Linked DNA regions of Mus musculus: region 2 is linked to region 1. A link is a contact called in public Hi-C data. All regions are on one chromosome and are shown on one strand. The core of a region is the stretch at or near the end of the contact, and the rest is flanking DNA. Distances in the headings are between cores, read along the strand shown. Region 1 holds the start of 4930554P06Rik (RIKEN cDNA 4930554P06 gene). Region 2 has its middle 170 kb from the start of Iqub.

What was found. A called contact is a pair of places that touch in the nucleus more often than the background predicts.
Region 2: a Hi-C map of uterus shows a contact between it and region 1, with 7 times the contacts expected there. The contact joins the enhancer-like site here to the promoter of 4930554P06Rik in region 1. A contact is called at or near these places in 1 of 15 datasets of contacts at CTCF or cohesin (pro-B cells), 5 of 484 Hi-C or Micro-C datasets (cardiomyocytes, cerebellum, muscle stem cells and 2 more) and 1 of 9 other capture datasets (embryonic stem cells).

What each region holds. Positions count from the first base shown.
Region 1 is chr6:23,177,732-23,183,423 of GRCm38.p6, reverse strand. It overlaps 4930554P06Rik (RIKEN cDNA 4930554P06 gene), which reads left to right and starts at 1,909. Exons shown (of 2, transcript NR_167898.1): 1 at 1,909-1,951; 2 at 2,102-2,943.
Region 2 is chr6:24,345,070-24,351,349 of GRCm38.p6, reverse strand. No RefSeq gene overlaps it. Among named protein-coding and RNA genes, the nearest start is that of Iqub, 170 kb to the left of the region's middle. Within about 2 kb of position 2,504, at least 48 of the 459 cell types and tissues checked have an H3K27ac peak or open chromatin away from gene starts, as enhancers often do. A contact at or near this core is called in muscle stem cells, neural progenitor cells and uterus, where this site is marked.

The DNA.
Region 1 (5,692 bases), core at 660-3,159:
CTAGGTTGTGGCTTATCTTCTGAATAGTTCCAAGTTGTTTCCTTGAGGAACGTGCAGAGATGAAACTGAACGAAAGGCTGGAGCGAGTGTGCTAGCTTTTGTACAAAGAATTCGTTTTTCTACCAGTGCTTTCCACCTCATCCTTGGGAATGCCACAGGGTACAAAGCCTCGGCCTGCCCAGTAGAACGTCCCCATCCAGCTGGAAGCCTCCACTCGGGGCTGCATTTCCACCTCAGCTGAGTCATGTCATCTTTACGTCAGCATGAAAATATTAAGCACTTCTAATTGTGCTTGAGATCAACATTAGAAGGCATTCGGAAGAGAAGCTAAGTCACTCTGAGGTTCAGCTGGCTCAGCTCACCTTTCTGAATGCAACTTGGTTTTTTTGTTTTTTTGTTTTTTTTCCTGTCTGTTTCAGATGGTGGCCAGAACTTCAATATGCTTTTTCTGATGCCTTAGGCTTCTTTATTCTTTTTCTAAAGCCTGCCTCTTCAACACAGGGTTGTCTGCCACTATGTGGTGGGTCTCCATGCTGGCAGCTCAAATGGCATGGTTCTTTTTCTTCTCCTCCATTCGCCTCCCCTGGGTGGTTGCAGCAACTTACAGATTGCCTGCCCTAGGGTCTATTTTTCTCTCTCCTAAACTTTAATAAAGTTACCCTCAAGAGTTAAAAAAAGAAAGAATGCATTAGGACAAAATATTTTTGTCTGAGAGACTCACCAATAAAACTTCCAAGTTCAGAGATAAATTTGTCAAGCTGTGACCTTGGTGACATGGAAAGAGAGAAGGCAGCTAAAGCATACAGAAGGGCAGGTTATTGTGGACTCTAGTCTCTCTGGGACAAGACAAGAAGGCACTTAGAATTAATCATGACCCTATCTTTACCTTGCAGGTTACTAGAAACTTAGTATTTTTCTCTACAAAGTGGAGTGATAATAATATTAGTAATTATGATGTCAGTAGTCTCAAACTCGTTTTCTGGCCTAAATAAGCACACATTTCTGTTGCTTGGGTTTTCTTCTCCCTTGAATTACAACTAATTCTCCCATAAACAAAAGCACCTCACTGAAAGTGCTGTCTGTGACCGGACACATTCTGATGTCTCTGGTGTTCTCAATTAAAAATAAAATGCGAAGCAAGTAGCCTGTGCTTCCCTGCAGAATCCAAATTCAACCTCTTAGGAAGGACTGACTCCTGGGATGGATTCAACCTTGGTTTTGACAGAGGAATCAGCTGGCTAACCAGAATCTAGATCTTGGAGTGGCATTCCATCTTCAGGTAGTTCTCCATAGAAACAATGTTTATATTTGTATAATTGACATGTGAAACCACAGCAGGGTATATCCATTGTAGCTTCTGGAGTTCCGGGGACTTGGGTTCGAGTTTCATGTGTACTTATTAAGTATGTCAAATCGGTTAGGTTGCCATAGCTCTTGAGATGAATTTGTCTGATCTGTAAGACACAGATAACCTGTGCTGTGACCAGGGGACACATAGATCATGTCAAAGCACTGTCACATCTAAGGAGGACTGGGGCATGATGGCATTCCTCACAAGAAGAGTAGAACCAAGGCAAGACAACTAGGAAAACAGAAGCAAACAACTAATACACGCCTCTTACATCCTATAGTGCACAGCGATTCTACTTCAAGAGCTTTACCTACATATGTACGCCCACACGCATGCAAGCATACTTATGATCACCGAGTATTATTTTAATATTTTCTGAAACAAATCCTATAGGCTTATCTTGGGGACTCAGAGTTGTTCAGAGAACTGCTGTGCTAATTTTAAAAGTGAGGTGAGTCCTTGCAGAGTGAGCTGTTGAGATGCTCAAAGATGAAAGTTAGGCCAGTCAAGGAATTTACAGAAGTCTATGATATTGTGACATCATCTGTGGACGTGGTACATTCACACCCAGCTCTCAGTGATAGAGGTTGCTGTAAGAAGGTAGTTGGTTTTCTACTAATTCTACTAATGTGTCCATTTTAGACAGGATGGAATTCATTATTTTGAGCATGGATACATACATACATTCTTATGGGCAGTAAGAAATTATGTAGATGTAACCTAAAATGTCACAAATTTCCCTGATCATAGAGGCCTTTGAACGGCAGTGAGACATCACACTGGCTAAGAGTCAGCTCTTCTGAGTCGATTGAAGGCAGCAATATGGTAGAAGTAAGAGGAGTTCTGAGGCCATCGATGAAAGGACAGAGGCTTATGAAGGGTTACAGCACGGGAGTGGAAAATGAACGACCAGATACTGCGGCTACGTTCAAGGCAAAGTCAATGAGGCCTGACAGTGGACCAACTCCTCAGTGTAAGTAACTCACAGCCTTCGACCGTAATTTCAATATCTTTGGTCTAAGAAACAGGCAGAGTAACTGTCCAGCAAGACTCTTTTCTCTTGCCTACTTGTTTTGAACCCCGCCCTCACTTTCTCCCATGCTCTTACTTGTTTGGTATATGAGGAGACAGCAACCTACAGACAGCGGATTATAAAATACAGTTGGGACTGCACGTGTAAATTGCTATCAGAGAAAAGAGGAAGCCCGAGCCAAGGACAACCGCATCTTAGATGTTCACTACCTTTGATATGAAGATCAAAAGATAGCTTCATAGCCCTGGGAAAGCCCGCAAAAAAAAAAAAAAAATCCTGTCAAGAGCGTAGAACCTCAATATGAACACCCGGAGCCGATTATCCAAGAAAGCACGTGGCTTTTGTAAGCTTCAGATCTTCTTCAAATGGATGCATGTAACCGGAACCCATCTGAGTTATGTTTGGTATCTGTGTTATGGGTTCCTTAATGTTTGTTGTGACTTAGCATATTTGAACAGTTTCTTTTGGGTTAATCGAATTTCAGGTTTAAGTACCCATCAATGCTGCACGCAACTTGAGCTAGCTCTTTTGAACTGTAATAAACCCTTATGGCACGTCAGCTGTTTCTTCTGTTACAAATCTATGGTGCAAGGGTTGGTTCTTTAGCATTGACATAGGGATTAGCGTACAGCTTTACCCGATTAAAGTAATTAATTCTTGACTAACTCCTACAACTTAAATATTTACAACTGTGTACCAAGTTCAAAGGAAAAACAAAAAGGTAAAATTTGGTGCCACCCAGTGGCAAATTCGTAAATTGCAGCCTAGAGACATTGTGAGGAAAAGAAAAAGATTTTCAAAGAGAAACTCATTACAATCCACAGACACAATGATAAGTGATTTGAAATCATAGTTAACGGAAATGCGGAATTAAAAATGAATTAAAGTATGGAATCGGGAGCATGTAGGGCTGTAAAGAAGGCTCGGCAGTGGCAAAGGCTTGTTCTTTCAGAGAACCTAGATTCGGATCTCAGCACGCTAAGCCTGACTCCAGAGCTCCGAGGGATTGATTCCGAGCCTTCTGCTAACTTATGCTGCATCCTATATGCATGTAGTACGTAAAAACTCATGAAAGCAAATACAAACACGTACAAATAGAATAAAATAAACCACAAAAGAAAGGTGATTTGCTGTGGAATTATCTAATAAAGTAGCAGCATGCTATCTATCCACACGATGAACATAAAGCTGGAGAATTTATTTTTTAAAATTATAAGATGCAAACAGCAAACACATTACAGATGATTTGAAGTCATACTTTACTGAAATGCCGAATTACAAAATGAATTAAAAGATGGACTCAGGAGCATTAAGGGCTGGAAAGATCTGGCAACTTCTAAAGCAGATAAATAATATTTCACATTAAATTAAATATTTGTCTATACTTACTGAACATTGTGAATTTTGAGTCACTTAGAGAGAAAACTATGGAACATGCCTCCAGTTCTAAAATTAGAAGTGAAAATCCCCGGTAAGTAGAATGGAGACATTGGTAGGCATGTATTTTGAAATTCAACCTCCCCATTGGGGTATTTTGTTCAAGTGCCAGGAAGTCTTTATCTTCTAGGGAGAGGAGTGACCATATGTATTAGAGAACACCTTTAGTGAGACTTCAAATTCAGGATTTGAATTTCTTTGGATACAGCCTTGGTTGTTGAATGAGACAGCTAAAGAATGACTCTGGTTTCAGTAGTGTGTGTGGGAGGTGGAGTGTGTGTGTGTGTGTGTGTGTGTGTGTGTGTGTGAGTGTGTGTGTGTGTGTGTGTGTGTGTGAATGTGTGTGTGTGAGTGTGTGTGTGTGAGTGTGTGTGTGTGTGTGAGTGTGTGTGAGTGTGTGTGTGTGTGTGTGAATGTGTGTGTGTGTGAGTGTGTGTGTGAGTGTGTGTGTGTGTGTGTGTGAGTGTGTGTGTGAGTGTGTGTGTGTGTGAGTGTGTGTGTGAGTGTGTGTGTGAGTGTGTGTGTGTGTGAATGTGTGTGTGTGTGAATGTGTGTGTGTGTGAGTGTGTGTGTGTGAGTGTGTGTGTGTGTGTGTGAGTGTGTGTGTGAGTGTGTGTGTGTGAGTGTGTGTGTGTGTGAGTGTGTGTGTGTGTGTGAATGTGTGTGTGTGTGTGTGTGAGTGTGTGTGTGTGAGTGTGTGTGTGTGTGTGTGTGAGTGTGTGTGTGAGTGTGTGTGTGTGTGTGAGTGTGTGTGTGTGTGAATGTGTGTGTGTGTGAGTGTGTGTGTGTGAGTGTGTGTGTGTGTGAGTGTGTGTGTGTGTGTGTGTGAGTGTGTGTGTGAGTGTGTGTGTGTGTGAGTGTGTGTGTGTGTATGTGAATGTGTGTGTGTGTGAGTGTGTGTGTGTGAGTGTGTGTGTGTGTGAGTGTGTGTGTGTGTGTGTGAGTGTGTGTGTGAGTGTGTGTGTGTGTGAGTGTGTGTGTGTGTATGTGAATGTGTGTGTGTGAGTGTGTGTGTGTGAGTGTGTGTGTGTGTGTGTGTGTGAGTGTGTGTGTGAGTGTGTGTGTGTGTGTGTGAGTGTGTGTGTGTGTGAATGTGTGTGTGTGTGAGTGTGTGTGTGTGAGTGTGTGTGTGTGTGTGTGTGAGTGTGTGTGTGAGTGTGTGTGTGTGTGAGTGTGTGTGTGTGTGTGTGTGAGTGTGTGTGTGTGAGTGTGTGTGTGTGTGTGTGTGTGTGAGTGTGTGTGTGTTTGTGTGTGTGTGTGTGTGTGTTGGGGGGGTGTTCTCTCTTATACTCAAGTCTGGGCAGGCAATGCTGGGCTGCAGTGGTAAGGCTCCAGTGCCATCTGAGACCCAGGCTCCTCTGTCTGTGGCTCTGTGGCCTTGAACATGAAGCTTTGTCCTCCGGATGTATGGTGGCTGCCCTGTTCCTCACACTCGGAGGTTTCTCTACACATACCCATTGTTCTGTTTTGTTTGAGACAGGGTTTCTCTGCCCTTTGCTTTTGCCTCTTTTCTATGAAAACTGTCACTTCCAATGACATACAACACCAATATACACCACAAACACTGAATCAATAAGTGCCCAATTTATTTACATTTACGTTTATTTATGTGTAGATGGAAAGAAGCTACTGTGATCACTGCCATCTAAGCAGTGGTCTGGAAGGCAGTGGTGCCTTGGCTGAACACTGTGATAATCTCCTAAGGAGCTTGAAGAGAATCCCACAATCCAACCTTCGGTTTTGTTTGATCTATGCTGTGGTTGAGACTTTAGGTCTTCTCACATTATTTCAATTTAGCAAGACTTGAAATCACTGACCTGGTCACTTGTAGACATCAGGACCACCCAGGGCCTTTCTAAAAGAACATCAGT
Region 2 (6,280 bases), core at 1,255-3,754, 1.2 Mb before region 1:
CATTCCTTCTAGAGCCTGGAACATATAAAATACTAATTGAGTAGGTTAGAAATTCCAGTCATCTGGAATTAAGGATTGTATTATAATGAAAACTGCTTGGAATTCTCCTTTCTAGAATAATATCTTGTTTACAATAAGATAATTCCCTTGTGTGCTTGCTGTGACCTGGGACAGGTTAGTGCATATAGAGAGATTTTATACAATACAGTCCCAGCTGTTGCGACGGTGTAGCCTTCTGCAGTTTTTCAGAACAGCCTCTAGAGGTCAGGATTGAGGCACTGTGCATAGCTTAGCCTCCCCTCTCACTACCTAGCCAGTTATAATGGGATCAGCGCTGAGACTTAGTTCTCCATATGGTGACATTCATACGCTGTAAGGATTGTTCCCCCCATAAGATTTAATTATAACAATCTAATATGCAATAATAATTCGCTGCTATTAGACATTTAAAATATATATGATTTATATATGTAGTCCGCATTGATTCCTTCTAAAATGAAGAAATCGAGGCTCTAACGCCGTTTAAGCATTTACTTAGACTTTGATATATACAAGCATTTATAAAATAACATTCTGGAAGATTTAAAGTACTTCAGCTATAAAATAATACAAGTATTTCAAGTTTTCTGAAAGCTCCTAAAATTCAGGGTAGCAATCATTCTCTTAATTCAAAAGCATTTGAAAACTCTCCAAATAATATTGAAATCACTTGGAACAAGACAGACTAATTTGCCATTATTACCGCATTTCAGAGAGTTATCAGCTCCATTTCAGAGGATGAAGGCAGCCAAAGACCTTCCCACACTTTCTCCCGAGCATGTCCAGGGACTGTGGTGGCTCTCACCACCGGGGAACCCAGAAGGCTCATCCCCAAAGCTCCACACACATTTCTGGAGCCGAATGACTTCCTGTTTGTGGTTATTTTCTTCTTTATTCCTCTTTTATTTATTTATTTTCAACAATGCTTTCAGATATGGATGAAAGGTGATCAAAATGTCTTTTAACATCGATGTGAGTTTCAAATACAATACTCTCTTTAGTGACACATCTTGAGCTGCTTCCAAACAGTGTTATTAAGAAAGACTCTCCCCTTCTCTTCTACCTCTGCATGTGTGCCCTTTCTCTTTCTCCCTTCTCTACCCCACACCCCCTTTCCCCATGCTCACTTCCCTAACCTTGGTCCTTGGGGCCAGTAAACTCTTTCTGGCCTGAGAGCAGCTTCCCAATACAATAAACCTGCTAATAATAATAATAATATTAATAATAATATCCCCTTATAATTCCGACTATGCCCAGACATTTCCTATTCTTGCGAGTCCCTTCCTCCATTCTTTTTTTTTTTTTTTCTCGATTCTGTTCTTTACAGAAGAACCCATTCCTTAGGAATGAGCTCCACTATCATCCTCTCCACAAAGTTCCCAAAGCAGTCCTTGTTGGATTCTCCCATGGGTCCTTTGTCTATTACGTTGACATTCACTCAGTTCTCCTGTGTTCCTAAAATTTACAATTACAACCACTGAGGAAGAAGAGGATATTCAAAACATTTCCAAACTTAAAGGCCACAGCTACCAATCAATCGGATGAAGCAGCTTCGACAGACAATTCTGTCCTAAAGAGGCAAGAAAGAGTAGCTTGCACCTAGCCAGGGGTTCTTACAAGAAGGTCTCCCATGCTGCTGACAATGCATTGTTAACATATGGAGATGCTAAGGTGGCGCGTAGTTAACCAGTAAGGAAATTACTCCTTAACTCCTACTGACTTCAATACATTTGACACCAATTTGACTCAGACATTAGTTTACCCTAGTACAAACACACATACAAAAAAAGGGTTGTACTTTAAAGTTTTACGGTTACCCATCACAGAACGTGTGCACTGAGTCGTCCCAGCAAACAACTTGCCCTCTGCTTGTTCTCCCATGCTCTACTTTATTTTTGATGAATGGAGTGGGCTAATTAAATCTTATTTGTAGAAGGAAAGGGTAAGAAACGAACCCATTTCCCAAATAAAATTACAATCTTTAGTGCCGTTTAAATGATAACCTATATTTCGTTTATTCTAAAGGTATCAAAAGGCACTTTGGAAGACTGTTATCAACTCCATTTGCACACGCACAGAAGCCATTTTTCACCAAATATTTACCTGGTATGGAGAAGATTCTTTGAGTAAGATATTAAAACGAAGAAATGCTTGTTCAAATTTTGCCACAAGATAGCGATTCTCCAGAAGCCTTTTTTAAACAAACAACAAACAAAACAAAACAAAAACAAATAACTTAAAAATAAATCTCTAAGGGTAAAGAAAGGGTCCTTGTTAGCTTGTTTCTCAGCTCTTTCTTGTGGGAGATTTTATTTTTTTAGTCTTGTCAATTGGGATGGCTTAGTGCATTTCCACATTTTTTCCAGCTGTTGGAATTTGTTGCTCAACAGCGTAGACAGTGTTGTGATGTCTTTCCCTCTACCCCTAACAGCTAGATGCATGACCCGCAAACAGCAGGGAAACTCAATATATTGACTTCTTAGAAAGACTGGGGACAATGCTGACAATTTGACGACAACAGCAGCTAATTTAAGGTCAATTATGCTTACTTAAGTCCATTATTTAAATGTGGTTAAAGTGCTTCGAAGGGATGGAATCATGAGTATGAACGGAAGGAGCGTCATGCCTTTGTAAACATTATTGTAGGAAGGAAGGCGGGCCTATAGAAAGCCCTGGACAGACAGTTGCATAGTTCTAGATTACTCCTAGGAGACAGAGTGATAGAAGCTGCTGGATTAATTTGCATTTGGGCAGAGGAGTCCTTCCCTGAGGACTGCTAACCTGGCTTAGCATGTACTGCAACTATAAATGCTTCAGGGCGGAAGGGTGCTTTTACATCAGACAGCTGTGTCTCCAGACAGCTGTGTCTCCCCGCTGATTAATGCTAGCGAGCTCCCGGAAGTAGCGGAAGTAGCGCGGGCAGCCAACTGACTCAAATGAGGTCGGGGCTCAACAGGAACCAGTGCTCTCAACAGCACTTTTCCATCTCATTTCCATTTGCTAGCTGTAAACACCGCCTCCCCAGCCTAGAGTTCTTTGACCTCCTCCGGCCTGACTCTAGAATTGTGAATCAAAGCTAAGACCTTTAACCTCAAGTTGTTCTCATTTTGTTTTTCCGACCAAGGCAGACCCTGAAGCCTCTGACAAAGCCTTTTCTCCTGAGAAATGTTAAGCAATTGGCTTAGCTAACCATTAAAATATCATGTGGCTTCAAATTCCTTAATTTTTTAAAAGATGACTGGCCATAGGTTTTCGGAGTTATGTGTAAAGGGGTTACAGATTAAGCGCGTTCTGTCTCCCCAGGAGGAATCTGGCTTTGTGCCCCAGATATAATCCCTGTTTGTGCTGTGGAAGCTGACATCTCTTCATTTTACAGAATCCTTGTTATTGCAGACACAGGGGTTGTGGGAGGTGCTCTCTGCCTTACTGGTTGACTGTTGTTCATTTTCCTCTCTAGAATGCTGCCTTTGAGTCAAGTTAAGTGGACCACAAATTTACTCTCTTAAAACATTCATGTAAACATGTGAGCTATTTATCCTTTCTAACATGAATCTAGGACAGTATAAATTAATTCTAAATATGTAGGTGGAAGAGATGGAAGTCAACATGTTTTATTTTGAAAGTTAAAATGCTGAAGTAACTGGGAAATGGCTAGAAGTCAGAGGAGGGAAGGCAAGGGGGAGGGAGAACTAAGGTTGAGAAGGAGGGGAGAGGGGAGAGAGGGAGGGAAAGAGGGAGGGACATAGGATGGAAAGGAGGAGAGAGGGGAGGAGAGAGGGAGGGAAGGAAGGAGAAAGGAAGATAGAGAAAGACAGAGGGGGAGAGAGAGACAGAGAGGGAGAGAGAGACAGAAAGGGAGAGAGAGAGAGAGAGAGAGATGGCGGGGGTGGGAGGAGATAAGGAGAGGGAGAGCATTTTGGATTCTGATCACCAAATCTTTTCTTTTACACATTCAAAAAGTCGTATGTTTTTCAGTTTGTCCAAGTATTAAAGATTTTACATTTTAAAATGGTTAATTTCTAACAACAATGGCCAAGAAGCCAATTAGAAGCCCATGTTAACAGGCAAGCAAATAATGTATAGTATAGTAAATTATTTTTACAAAGACAGATCAATGTTGGAAGGCCACTTGATGAATCAAAACTGGAGACTCGGGTTTTAAAGACAATGATACAGATCTGAGTTCACAGGTCACCTGCTATATAACGCTTGGCTTCCTAAGTCTCGGAGTGAATAGTACAGAAAAGGAGCCTGCTTATTATTAAGGAGAAACACTCCCAGGCTGGAAATGGAGACAGGTTTGTGATCAGAGCCTGGAGCCCATACTATTTTGATCCACTTTGATATGAACCACTTAGTGCTGTTTCCACTTAGATAGCACCACCTCTGCCCATTTGTATATGGCAAGGACTTTGCTTGCACATGCTCAGTTCCCCCAAAGGAGCCTAGGTAGGGGAGCTGTTTATAACCTTTCTGCCTACTAGCTGTTTTTCATGTATTAACCTTGGTGACTCTTTCCAAGGTCTAGTCCCCAGTAACAAAAAAATGTCTTCTTTAGCTGTTGGATCCAATAATCAAAAGGTTGAATCCCAAGACCTCTGGTAACAAACAGATAATTGCATTGATTTACAGTTTCATGGCTGTTTTCTCTGTGTCTTAGAGGAGTGAATCACTGGAGTGGCCCTACACTCTCTTAGTCCTTTCTTTGTTTCTCTGTGCTTCCCGGGCCGCCGCAGGTGAGCAGCTCTGATAGCTACATGCTTTTTGCCTTCACACAGTCTGAGGACAACAGAGCCACCTCTCAGGAGTTGAAACCAAGAGTCAAAATGATTCTTTCCTCTGTTTAAATGTGCTCTGCAGTCACTTTGGCAGTATACAGAATAAATTATTTCACTCAGGGTCTTGTCATAGTGAAGACAACAGAATTATCACTAAGCGTTTATTTCTAAGTAACGAGTTCCTGAGACAGGGAAGGAGACACCGTTGGAAATGTTTATTACTGATTATTTACACTTAGGACTTATGAGTACCCATAAACTTCCCCAAGCTACTTTATTTTCTCTTTAAATTAAATATGCTTTGTTTTCTAAGATCATAGCTTTCTTAATTAAGTACACACCAAAAAGCACTGTTTATTCTACAGTGAAACAGAAGTTGCTTGTTTAGATTTCTGAAAGATAATTGTAGCAGAAAACTACTTACAGTTCTTGGAAGGGCTATTTTTTTTAAACAATCTGGAAGTCCTATTATGTTTATGTTGACTGTGACTGGCTTATGTTTGTTACTGGTGTTTATAGCTTCACTTCACTTTGATCTGAAGCCCTTGCATGAGTAAACGGAGGTTAGTTCTATAGGCGAATTACTTAATAGGTGTTCAATGTCTTAAATATTTCTTCAGAGTTTTAGAAGGAAGGACATCGCTGGGGATATGCCCTACAACACATATTGTCGTTGGCCACTTCTTTTCTCTTTCCCTTCTTTGCTTTCTGGCTGTTGTGAAGTAAAGAACCTTCACCACGTTCTGTTGTTATTATTCTTGGTGTTTGTTTATCTGTTTGTTTGTTTTTCCCTCCATGAAGCGCCTGCCTTGCTGTAGGCCTGAAAACAATGGCTAACCACAGAGCAAAACCCCCGAGACTGAACCAAGATGAACCTTTATTTATAAATGTTCTCCTAGGTGTTTTGTCACAGTTGCAAGCACTTTTCTAACACAGCTGGCAACTGTGTAAAATGCAATGAACATCTGAAAAGGAAGCCAAGCTGAATTTCTTTTTAAGTGGGCAGACTGAGTTATAGGCAGTATGCTGACAGGTATCATTTAAGTTTAAATGTTTAAGAAAGGTCAAGTTGGCTGCTTGGTTGAAAAAAATTAATTATATTCATCATATTTTAAGGTAAAATAAAACATTTCCTACCACACTTAGGTTTAGTAACCTAAAACTATAGTATAATCTGAATAATAACAAGCCCAATAACTAATCTTTTGGATATTCAATCCATTTTGTGATTTTAAAAAGTAATATTGGTATAACCTATATGGATGTCTGATATTGTCTCCAATAATAATTCCCTTTAAGATTAAAATATAAAATTTTAAATCTGGAAACACAGAGTGCTAAGAATGGGGAACTGGACTGCTAAGTTTTGAGAAGAAGAGAACAAAAGATGTTGAGTGTAAGAGTTCTGCATGATCAAGGTACGCCTAGGGCAGCTAGAGACATTAGGCAGGGAATGGGAGAGA